Regions from separate parts of the Hordeum vulgare genome. Here region 1 is linked to region 2. A link is a contact called in public Hi-C data. All regions are on one chromosome and are shown on one strand. The core of a region is the stretch at or near the end of the contact, and the rest is flanking DNA. Distances in the headings are between cores, read along the strand shown. Region 1 has its middle 140 kb from the start of LOC123395838. Region 2 has its middle 180 kb from the start of LOC123398902.

What was found. Hi-C and Micro-C count contacts between places; a contact is called where the count stands out from the background.
Region 1: a Hi-C map of an unstated tissue shows a contact between it and region 2, with 10 times the contacts expected there. The contact joins two enhancer-like sites. A contact is called at or near these places in 3 of 6 Hi-C or Micro-C datasets (leaf, seedling and an unstated tissue).

The regions. Positions count from the first base shown.
Region 1 is chr5H:467,159,404-467,165,527 of MorexV3_pseudomolecules_assembly, forward strand. No RefSeq gene overlaps it. Among protein-coding and RNA genes, the nearest start is that of LOC123395838, 140 kb to the right of the region's middle. Within about 2 kb of position 2,053, at least 1 of the 3 cell types and tissues checked has open chromatin away from gene starts, as enhancers often do.
Region 2 is chr5H:466,605,502-466,611,244 of MorexV3_pseudomolecules_assembly, forward strand. No RefSeq gene overlaps it. Among protein-coding and RNA genes, the nearest start is that of LOC123398902, 180 kb to the left of the region's middle. Within about 2 kb of position 3,635, at least 2 of the 3 cell types and tissues checked have open chromatin away from gene starts, as enhancers often do.

The DNA of each region.
Region 1 (6,124 bases), core at 803-3,302, 550 kb after region 2:
GTTCACTTTTTGGTCTGAATCCGGTGAATCGAAGAACTCATCTTCAATGAGTTGATCAATCTTTGTCGGTCCATACTACTCGTCGGACGAAGAGTCGGAATCCTCCATTTCCCCTAAGAATTTGACCAAAAAATCCAGTCAGGCATTGTGTCGAACACATCTAGCGTAAGGCGGAGCGAGAGAATTGCCACTCTTGGTGTCTTTCGGACCGACAACGACGTCCTCCACGGCGAGGACGGGACAAAAGAATCCTCTCAAGGAGCTGGCAGAGCACATGCTACGAATGACGGCGGAGCGCGTGCGGCGGCGGAGCTGCGAGGAGGAAAAAGAGAGGAAAACATTAAATGGATCCGACAGTTGTGCGGGGTGGATTTGATGTAATTTGCATTGGGGTCAAAATGTCGGGTACAATGTGAGACACGTGCTCGGACGCGTCCGGGCTCGCTTGTATCCGTTCCATATCTAAGCTGTATATAATGGATGTCGGTTAAACCGGCCTTTATAGTCGATTTAAACGGATGATTGGATCAAAATTCCGTGATCTATCAATGATCCAACTATGTGCCCTTGCGTTGGAGTGGGTAATGAGGGCCCGCTTGTAATGCTCTAAACGACCGCGCGAGGGGCAGCATCGGATCCCACTCGCACGTCGGGCGGGGTCATCGCACCGCGCGCGCGTTTCCGCCGGTTTTTTCCTACTAGAGCGCTACGTTGCCAGGTTCGTTCGCGCTCACATGGGTGGGAGAAGATGTGTAGTAGTCCCTTTTTGGATAAGACGGCCCGGGATTGGACTGGATCTTGAGCATCTATAGCATCTCATCTGGCTTTGCTATCGTCTTGTCCTAATCAGGTCGACGTTGTTTCACGTACCGCGACCGCAGCAAGCAAACCGATCGAGTGCGCGCGCGCACATCGCCCCGGCTAGCCTTTTGGCGCGTAGACCAGCTCGTACGGACAGCACGCCTTTCCTTCTGTCTGCCCATGCATTGCGTTGCGAGACATGGATCGAGTTTTAGTACGCTCACCTCGTCCTTCCTTCGTTCGTGCATGCATGCACACGCACGCACGCACGCACGCGCACACAATTATGCACGCCCTCAGCCGTAATTATATGTTTGCGTAGGCCCTTCTTGTTACCCATATTAACAAAGGAAAAAAAATGTCAGACACTCAATTTTCTTTTACTCCATCTACATAAATACTCCCTCCGTTCCTAAATATAAGTCTTTTAAGGGATTTTGCTACGTGACTACATACGAAGCAAAATAAGTGAATATACACTCTAAAGTATGTAGTCCAGTAGTACAAACTTTAGAAAGACATATTTAGGAACGGAGGGAGTATATAGATGTGCATCTCTCCCCCAAAGAAAAACGAGGAGCCGCTCCATCTCCACTCTCCAGCACTTTCCTTCATCCCATAAAAGGTGCCCGGATTTGACCGGTCAGTGCGCAGCCCATGCAGCTGTTCCTGCTGCGTAGATTTGTCTCGGTCCGATCGGCGCCATAGCAATAGCATAGCATAGTAGCAGCATGGTTGCTGGAAGGGAGGCACGGGCGGGAGCTTTCCAGGGGAGGGGCGCATCGATCCGTGACTTGTTGACAGCTGATAGGCCGGTGACAAGTGTGCCGGGGCGAATCCAAGCATGCGATCGACTAATCATGAACCCCCCGGGAGGAAACACATGCGTGCTCCCGTACGTCGACATGTCACTGGTAGCCGTATCTCTCACCGTCGATCCGTCGCCCGATCTCCCTTACCCTCATTGTACCATATAAACAATACAGATACTGTATCCGACTTTGTAATTTCTCTGCCTCGAATAGTTGATCATACTGTTGAGGAAATTACTAGCAGCATGCAGCAGCGAAACAGTGAACAGTGTAGTCCGCCACCGGCACGCCCGAAACAAAAAACAGTGTTGTACAGCGGCCGGTAATTACACGGAAGTTCTGTATTTTTGTGGTGGTGGTATGAGCGTGGGAGTATACGTGCAGGGTAGGCTAGCAATGATATGGAGGAACGAATGGAGACAAGGCGGGATGTCTTTATGCCATGCATCGAGAAGCGTGCGCGTCTGTGGGGCACCGAAATCTGCTACGGCCCCTGTTCGTGCACGACTAAATAATTACCGGTCGGCCTACTACTGCTGCTGCTTTTGTTGTTGTAGTACTCCTACTCCTCCTCACCACTCTCTTACCGTGGTAATATATTTTTTGAGCTATTCTTACCGTGGTAAATAAATTGACGTTCTGGTCAAAAAACATCATGGTAATCCATTTTGAAATAAGAATCCGACGATATAATTTTGGTGGCATATAAATCATACACTGTTAGTGATACATAGGGTTAAAGTTTAGTCTAAAATACAAAGAGCCTAATAAACCCCAACGGAGGGAGTAATTAGCAGTACTCCTGGCCACGCAATAGAATCTCACTCAGGGTTAAGTACACTTACCCACGATCAGCACTGAAACAAAGGTAGTAGTACTACTCTCGCACATGATCCCCCTCTATATGTCTATCTTTTCTTCTCCGTCTGGGAACTTATTCGGAAGATTTGGGCACTGAAAGATCCGAAGGATAAAATACGAAAGCAGACACTAATTGACAGGATACTGTTGGCGGCACTCGGTATGTTGCTCGTGGGCGGGGCAATAATAATGTGATGGATGACCGTTCACTGGCGACTTGTTTGTTTACATTTTATTACAACTCGCTCGCTGCCCGCGTAATGATTACCATGCACGCTGAGATTTGCTACAGTGGCGCCACTTTTTTGTGGACAAAACGTACGGCCGCGCTTTGATATCTCGTTCCGATTTCGAGGGCGTAATGACACTTGGTTAGTGCACTGCTCTGGAATTGCCAAGGAAATCGCACCCTGCACATGCCCGGTTTTGTTGTCGTGCCCAAGTGATCTCCTTGTTTAGGGCAACTCCAACACGTGGATCCGATTTTTATCTATTTAGGTCGGTCGTTCGTCTGTATGTATTTTTTTTTTTAAATAAATCAACCAATACACACAACAGGAAGCAAATAGACGACATCACTGTCACAATAAAATAATACTTCCTGTTAAAAAAACGTGTTTGGAAATTCTCTATAACCTACTCCCTTCGTTCCTCGTTCCTAAATATAAGATCTTTTAGAGATTACACTATAAACTACATACGGATGTATATAGACATATTTTAGAGTGTATATTCACTTATTTCGGTTTGTATGTAGTCTTTTAGTGAAATCTCTAAAATGTCTTATATTTTGAAACGGAGGGAGTAGGTGTTTATTGATTGGTTGTGAGATGGGTTAAAAAATAGCATTCACACTGCGCATGCATATAGAAATAGTACAACGGAGTACTAATTAGCTGCTAGGAATAAATGCAATGCGCCTTAAACCTTGTCTATTGTGGAAATGCACGTAAATTTAATTGTGTCTTCTAAACCGTGACGGAGGAAGTACTTCATTCGTCACAAAACAAGTGTCGCAAATTTATAACTAAACTAATACAATCGTTACACCAAGTAAATGACACTTATTTTAGGACGGAGGGAATAGGAGAGAGGCCAATGAGGTTGGGTCTCAAATTAAATAAATAAAGAGGGATGGATGGACGGGTGGGTGACAAGAGAGTCACGTTGGACACATGTACACGATGCACACATAGAAAACATCCATTTTGCGTCCGCCTACGATCCGAATGTGACCCAAATTTGTGTCAGAAATAGGTGTGCGCAAACACGAAGCACACTCATTTTGAATTTGGGTCGATGCGTTGGGTCCCCACTTTGGTCCGCGCCGACCCAAACAGATGCGGGCCGACGATTTGGGTCGCTGCGTTGGAGTTTCTCTTAGTTATAAATATAGTTAGCCTTCACTCAGAAATTGCTTTTGAAGGCCGAACTCCATGAAAGCATCCAAATGCAAAATTCAAATTTGATGAAAATTCATATTTTGATATTTTAAAAGATCTTGAAAAAATACATAAATAGATGAAGGTATAATATACAAGTTCATCATAAAGCTTTAGTAGCTTGGTGGTAGTGACTTGGAGAACATCGCGAATAGCTCAAGGATCATCATCCCGATCCCATGCATGTTATAATTCATCACAAAGCTCAAGTAGCTTGGTGACACTGACTTGGAGAACTCTCTCAATCACTATCTTATGTGGGAGATTAACTCCCACTTGATTCAAGCGATTGTAGCACCTAGACAATCTGAGCACATGCTCACCGATTGAGCTATTCTCCTCCATCTTGCACGCAAAGAACTTGTCGGGGTCTCATACCTCTCAACACGGGAATGAGCCTGGAATTCCAATTCCAGTTCTTGGAACATCTCATAAGCTGTGTGACGTTTTTGAAGCCTTAGTTCTAAGCCATAAGCATTATGCATTGAACTATCAAGTAGTAACCAGAATGTGCATGTCATATGTTCACAACATTCATAAATGATGCTTGAGGGGGTGACACATCGATTGGTGCAATAAGGACATAAGCCTTCTCGACAGCAATGAGGACAATCCTCACATCACGAACCCAGTCCGCATAATTGCTTTTTTTCATCTTAGTTTTCTCTAGGAACGTATCAAAATACAAGGAAGCTATGGCGCGAGCTATTGATCTACAACATAATTTGCAAAGACATTTTGACTATGTTCATGATAATTAGTTTAGGTAATCAAATTACTAATGACTCCCACTCAAATCAAAATCCCCCAGATTGTCTAAGTGTGACATAATCCAAATCCACCAACCCAAGTCCAATCATCACGTGAGATGAGGTGGTTTCAATGGTGAACATCTCCATGTTGATCATATCTACTATATGACTCATGTTTGACCTTTTGGTCTCATGTATTCCGAGGTCATGTATGTACATGCTAGTCTCGTCAAGCTTAACTCATGTATTCCGCATGTGTAAACCTGTCTTACACCCGCTGTATGTGAACATAGAGTCTATCACACCCGATCATCACGAAGTGCTCGAAACGACGAACCTTCGCAATGGTGCATACTTGGGGAGAACACAATTTTATCTTGATGCCACTCATGGGGAATGTTGCATGGAAAAAAAAAATCCTACGCACACGCAAGATCTATCCATGGATATGAACAGCTACGAGAGGGGGAGTTCACGTACATACCCTTGAAGATCGCTAAGATGAAGCCTATAAAACGCGATTGATGTAGTCATACTCTTCCCGGTCCAATCGAGGACCGATCCGATCTAGCGCCAAACGGACGGCACCTCCGCGTTCAGCACACGTGCGGCTCAATGACATCTCCTCTTCTTGATCCAGCAAGAGAGGAATAAGAAGTAGATGGGATCTCAAGCATCACGACGGCGTGGTGGAGATGACGGTGGATCAATCCGAGCAAGGCTCCTCCAAGCGCCTCAGGTACTACGAACGAGGAAGAGCGGGAGAGAGGGGAGGCCGCACCGCGTGGGAATTGTTGTGTCCAGGCCTTGAGCCTCCTCCCCGCTATATATAGCGGTGTTGGAGGGCTGGGGTGCAGCCCTAGACCCTCCCCCAAGGAGGGGAGGCGACCAAAGAGGGAGAAGTGCCCTCCAAGCCAAATGGAGGGCCCTCCCCCTTAGGGTTTCCCTTCCCCTAAGCGCATGGGCCGGGTTGGTGCGCCTCGCCCAATAAGTCTAGGTCGCCCCTACAGACCATGCACGCCCTAGGTGCTCGCGAGAACCTTCTAGACTCCTCAGAAACTCTCGGGAACCTTCTGAAAGCTTCCCGGTGCAATACCGGAAAACCACGAAACTTTTTCGGTAACCGACATATGACTTCCCATATATAAGTCTTTACCAGCTGACCATTCCACGGCTCCTCGTGAAGTCCGGGTTCTCATCTGAGACTCTGACAAACATTCGGCCACCAACGTACATATCCCAAAACTACTCTAGCGCCACTAAATGTTAAGCGTGCGGACCCTACGGGTTCGAGAATCATGTGAACATGACCGAGACACCTCTTCGGTCAATAACCAATAGCGGGACCTGGATTCCATATTGGTTCCCACATATTCCATGAAGATCTTTATAGGCCGAACCATGATGCCAAGGATTCAACCAATCTCGTATGGAGTTCCCTTTATCCAACGGTATG
Region 2 (5,743 bases), core at 2,385-4,884:
TCGCGCTCGTCGCGCACTCCGGCTGGGAGGTGCACCATATGGATGTAAAGTCCGCCTTTCTTAATGGTGACCTCGCTGAGGAAGTGTACGTGGCACAACCGTCGGGGTACGTCACCTCCGGTAAGGAGCAGCAGGTTCTTCGGCTCAGAAAGGCACTCTACGGGCTGCGACAAGCTCCGAGGGCCTGGTACGCGAAGCTAGACGAGACCATGTGCATGCTTGGGTTCACGCGCAACCCACTGGAGCATGCCGTGTATCGCCGCGGTGATACACACTCATTTCTGCTAGTGGGTGTGTATGACGACGACCTCATCATCACCCGCACCAGCAAGACTTCCATCGACGAGTTCAAGAATCAAATGCAGGAGCTATTCAAAATGAGCGATCTCGGTCCCTTGAGCTACTATTTGGGCATCGAGGTAATTCAATCCAATGATTCTATAACCTTGTGTCAGAGGACCTATGCAGAGAAAATTCTTGAAGCTGCTGGAATGGAAGGGTGCCATGGATGTCACACCCATGGAGTGCCGGCTCAAACTGAAGAAGGATGATGATGCAAAACCTGTCGATCCTTCTCCGTACCACATCATAATTGGTAGCCTGAGGTACTTGGTGCACTCAAGGTCGGACATCACACATGTGGTTGGGGTAGTGAGCAGGTTTATGGAGAAGCCCACTGCCACTCACTAGACAGCCGTGAAGCAAATTCTTCGGTATGTGATAAGTACATTGAGCTATGGATGTTGCTACCGGCGGGGATCAGGCAAGACTCAACTTGACGAATTCAGTGACAGTGATCACGCCTGAGACGTCGGAGATCGTAAGAGCACCTCGGGTCAGATCTTCTTTCTTGGTGAGAACACTGTGTCATGGACCTCTTAGAAGCAAAAGATTGTGGCTATCAGTTCTTGTGAGGCGGAGTACGTAGCAGTGGCGGTGACAACATGTCGAGGTCTCTGGCTGAGTCGTCTTCTCGCAGAAATGAGAGGGGAAGAAGCCAACACTTTCAAGCTTCTAATGGACAACAAGTCTGCTATTGCACTTGCGAAGAATCCCGTTCATCACGACCGCGGCAAACATATTGATGTCAAGTTCCACTTTATCCGAGATTATGTTGAAAAGAAGGAGGTGCAAATCGATCATGTTGGCACAAATGATCAGGTTGCTGATGTGTTGACGAAGGCACTGGGTCGGGTGAAGTTCATCGAGCTACCATAGATGCTTGGAGTGAAGGAGGTCAGCAAAGGACGTTGAGCTTAGGGGGAGAAATGTTAGACATGCTAAGCTCAGGTCATTAGGCTAGTTTTCTGCTTACAATAAATATTGCATGACTGCTGATGTGACACTTCCATGGAGCATGCATGTAGTAGATGGAGACGTGGTGCATGCATGATCTCTCTTTCGATTCTTTCTGTTATTCTTAACCCGGTCAGCGTGGCGTGTTTGTGCATCTGGAGGTCATGGGATGGCGCGGCAAATCCGGATCACAGCGAGCTAGCCGGGGTAGTTGGTAGTTTTCTTGTTTGTAACAGATAAAAGATCAAGCAAAGAGTAGAAAACGCTGCGCAGTTACGGCAGCACCAAAAACTACTCGTCTCTCCCACGTTCGTCTCTCTCGCAAGTTCTCTCTCTCTCTGATCCGGCGACAACAAAATCCTGCACCCAACTTTTTTCTCCAGGAATTGCACCTAACTTATTTGCATACACAAGTTTTTTCTTGATATTGCGTGAATGTTCTAATACATATGCAAGTAGAAAACAAAAATGGAGGAGCAAGGAGGAGAATTGCGAGGCTTGCACGCACGACAACAATGAACTAATCTTTTTAGTTTCGTGATGATGCACATCACCTCGTCCCTTCCAAATTCGCCTTGAGAATGGGATGTGGACTATGTATCATACACAAAAGACACTTTACTTAATAGTTCCATTGTTGTGATCCTACAATTAAGATGTATTAAACTTACCAAGTCAGCCTTAACTGATTGCATTATGCCATCAAAGTCCACTCCCCATTTCTCAGCCAAAAACCATAGACATCAACATATCAGCACAACCCCATACACCCAGACTCCAATTTATAAGAGAAGGCCAGATTACCTGCACAACAAGCTCAATGCCTCAAAGATGCTTGTTCTCTCTTTCTAGACGGTCCTCCCTAAAGACTGCACACGATGTGAGAACATCATCCTTTTAGACGTATTCTTTGCCTTCTCTGCTTTGCTAAATACTCCCTTCGTTCTATAATATAAAAGTGTTTTTGACACTACATTAGAGTGAAACACGCTCATATATTATGGGACACATGGAGTGACTCATTAGCAATTCCAACTACGGTTCGCATCTACATTGCTACAAACAATATAGAATAGATATATACATTACTTGTATCTACAGTTTTATACATTACTTGTATGCAAGAAGGAGGTATAGTATAAGCATTGCTTTTATTAATAAATGCAAAGTGTAACATACAATACATCGATCAAACAATTCTATATTTGGCCTACACTGGCCATACCTAGCAAGAATCAAGATGGTAATTAGGAGCTCTCTCTAAAGAAACTAACTCGTGTGTAGGTTTATTAAGGCCCTGTTTGGAACCACTCAGATTATATAATCCGATTTTTATAATTTATTATGTCTCCAAACAGGACAAGTTATATTGCAGTTTATAAAAATTAGATGGTCAGATTATTAAAAACTAATAATCTACTCTACCCCAGCTAAAATCAGATTATGGATTACTAATGACCCATTACCCTTGAAAACTTGGAGATAATTACCTAGTGCCACTGCCACCATCCTCCAAACATGCCCACCTAGATTATTACCTCTGCAGCTAAAAAACAAAGGACAGACATGTCATTGTACAATATAAAACCTGGATTACAGTTTATATAATCTGGCCTCCAAACATGTCCATCTAGATTATTTTTATAAACCAGATTATATAATCTATCTTCATAATCAAGATTATTATAATCTATTGTGATTTCAAACAGGGCCTAATATCTGTTACAACTTTCTCATCCATAAATTGAGGGACTTGTTCAAGTTTTTTATGGCCATCAGGAGGACATACCAATTGGAGATAAGTTCCTTTTCTCATGTAGCGTAGTATCTAGTTATGAAGTGAATAAAAAAGAAAGAGGAGATTGTATGGTAGATTCGTAGTATAATTAATTGCAGAAAAGATTGCCTACTGCTGCACTAAACGAATTGAACCAATAATGGGTGAAATCAATCCTAAAGTTGCTACTGTAGTTGTTATAAAGCATAAAACAGTACCTTTATGTCACAACTAACTTAGTTTAGAAAGAAAAAAAAACAAGATCACCCGTATAGCAAGACACGTGCCAAACTAAAATTATGAACTGCCAACAAATCATAGCCAACGAATCGTGCGCAAAAAAAGTATAATACGGAAATAGTTTACGACTAGCTCAATCACACTAGACCGAAAGGAAAAAAGGTACTTGAGGGGCATGATTGAGACGAGGAGAGAAGGAAAGGCGGGAGAAGAGGTTGATACCGTGGCTTTAAGATGTAGGCGAATGGGGACTGCGAGGGCTATGTGTGACCCGATAGCTCATATACAACGCATAGGTCACTCGCAAGCGAGATAGCATGCACGTCCGAGCTCCTGATCCAGTGTATGGGCCAGCCTATTTTGCGGTTTATCCCCCAGCAGGTTATTTTTGTTTTCTCTACCTGTTTAATATTTTTTCTTTTTCTTTACTTTTCTATTTTTTATTTCTCTTTATTTTTCCTTTTTTCTTTTCTTTTTTCCCTTTCGTTTTTATTTCCTTTTCCCTTTTCCTTTTTTTCATTTTCCTTTTTCTATTTCTTTCCTCTTCAATTTTTTCATTTTTTGCGATTTTTTCTTTTCAAATTCATGAACTTTTGTTCATCAAATTCAAAAATGTTCAACCATGTAAAAAATGTCATAGGATTTAAATATAATTCATAATTCAACATTTATTCATGAAACTACAAGATTTTCATGAAAATCTATTTTTGTTTGCAATATACAAAAAAATCACAAAATTCAAAAGTTGTTCACTGAACTAAATATTTTTTCATCATTTTTCAAAAAAAAATTGAATTCAAATTTTACTCATCATGTTGAAAACATATTCATCGAATTCATAGTTTATTCATAAAATAGAACTAATTTTTCATATGTATTGAAAAGTGCTCGAAACAATTTCACCAAAATAAAAATGTTCATGAATATTATAACAAATGTTCATTTTCTGAAATGGCGGAAAGTTTTTTATTCAAGAACTGTTTTTAACAATTCACAATGTTTTTCAATTTTTTGAACTTGTTATAATCCCGGTTTTTTTAACATGGAATGAAACAAAAACAGAAAATAAAAATGGAAAAATGAAATCTAAAACAAAAACAAAAAAACAGGGAGCACCCTCCCGCGCATGGCCGGTCCAACAGGGTGCTGCCCTGACTGGGGCGCCTCACTCTCCAAATAATGGTTTCCGTCTCGAGCAACTTGTTACCGAGCACTCCTTTGGGAGCCTCCCAACGATAACCCTCGCGTGCTGTCACTTGGCACGTTCTCAGCCGCCGCCACGTGTCACGCTCTGAACATTTCCTTCGTATTTTGCTTTTTTCTTTTTCGCATGTGTTTTTGGTTTTTAGAGTGGTTTTTTAGGTGTTTCGGTTTTTCACCGGTCTATCGTAATTTTTGGACGAAAAAAACATTTAATTTTTTTCGCAAAAAAACCGCGTTTTCTGTTTCTTTTTACGGAAAAAACATGTTTTCTCTTTGTTTTGCGAGAGGGACGGCTTTGCTTCCGCGAGAGGCACGGCCGTGCCTTTCGGAAAGAGAAAAAAAAACACGTTTTCTGTTTTTGTTGTGAGAGGGACGGTTTTGCTTCCGCGAAAGGCACAGTTTTGCATTCGCAAGAGACATGTGCCTCTCGGAAAGGAAAAAAAAATTGCTTTCTGTTTTCTTTCCCGCGCAAGGCACGGTTTTGCTTACGCGAAAGGCACAGTTTTGCTTTCGCAAAAGGCACGCCCGTACCTCTCCCGAAAGGAGAAAAACGTGTTTTCTGTTTTTTTTTGCGAGAGGCACGGTTTTATTTCCGCGAAAGGCAGGGTTTTACCTTCGTGACAGGCACGCCCGTGCCTCTCCTGAAAAGGAAAAAAAACACGTTTTCTACTCTTTTTTTTTCCGTGAGAGGCACGGGTTTGCTTTCACGAGAGACACGGTTTTGTCTTTGTGAAATGCACGACCCGTACCTCTCGCAAAGGGGAAAACGTGTTTTATGTTTTTTTTTCTATCGCATGAGACACGGTTTTTTCGTTCAATTTTTTTCTTCCGGTTTTTTTCGTGAAAAAAAGTTCGTCAAAATCTATCAACATGGAATCTAGTTCTGAAGATCTCGACGCGAGAAAGCCCATGGTGAAAACGGTTCGAGATTTGTACGCACGGTTTAAGAGATAAAACGTTTTAAAAATATAGATCTACGAAAAAAGAAAAAAACTCCCTCCTTGCGATAAGTGGCACGCATGCAATGCGTCATTTGTCGCAACCTATGAAAATGGGAGTAATTGTTGAAAGATGTACTCGCTAACTAGTGATTTCGTCGTCTCACCCATAGATTCGAGCTCCTATTTACCGCCTTGTGATGTCGCTTCGTACAGGACGCGCCCGACTGGGCCAGCCCATTGGGGCTGAACCGGAGTTAGCGTTCGGGAGGAAAATGCTGAAAAAAAG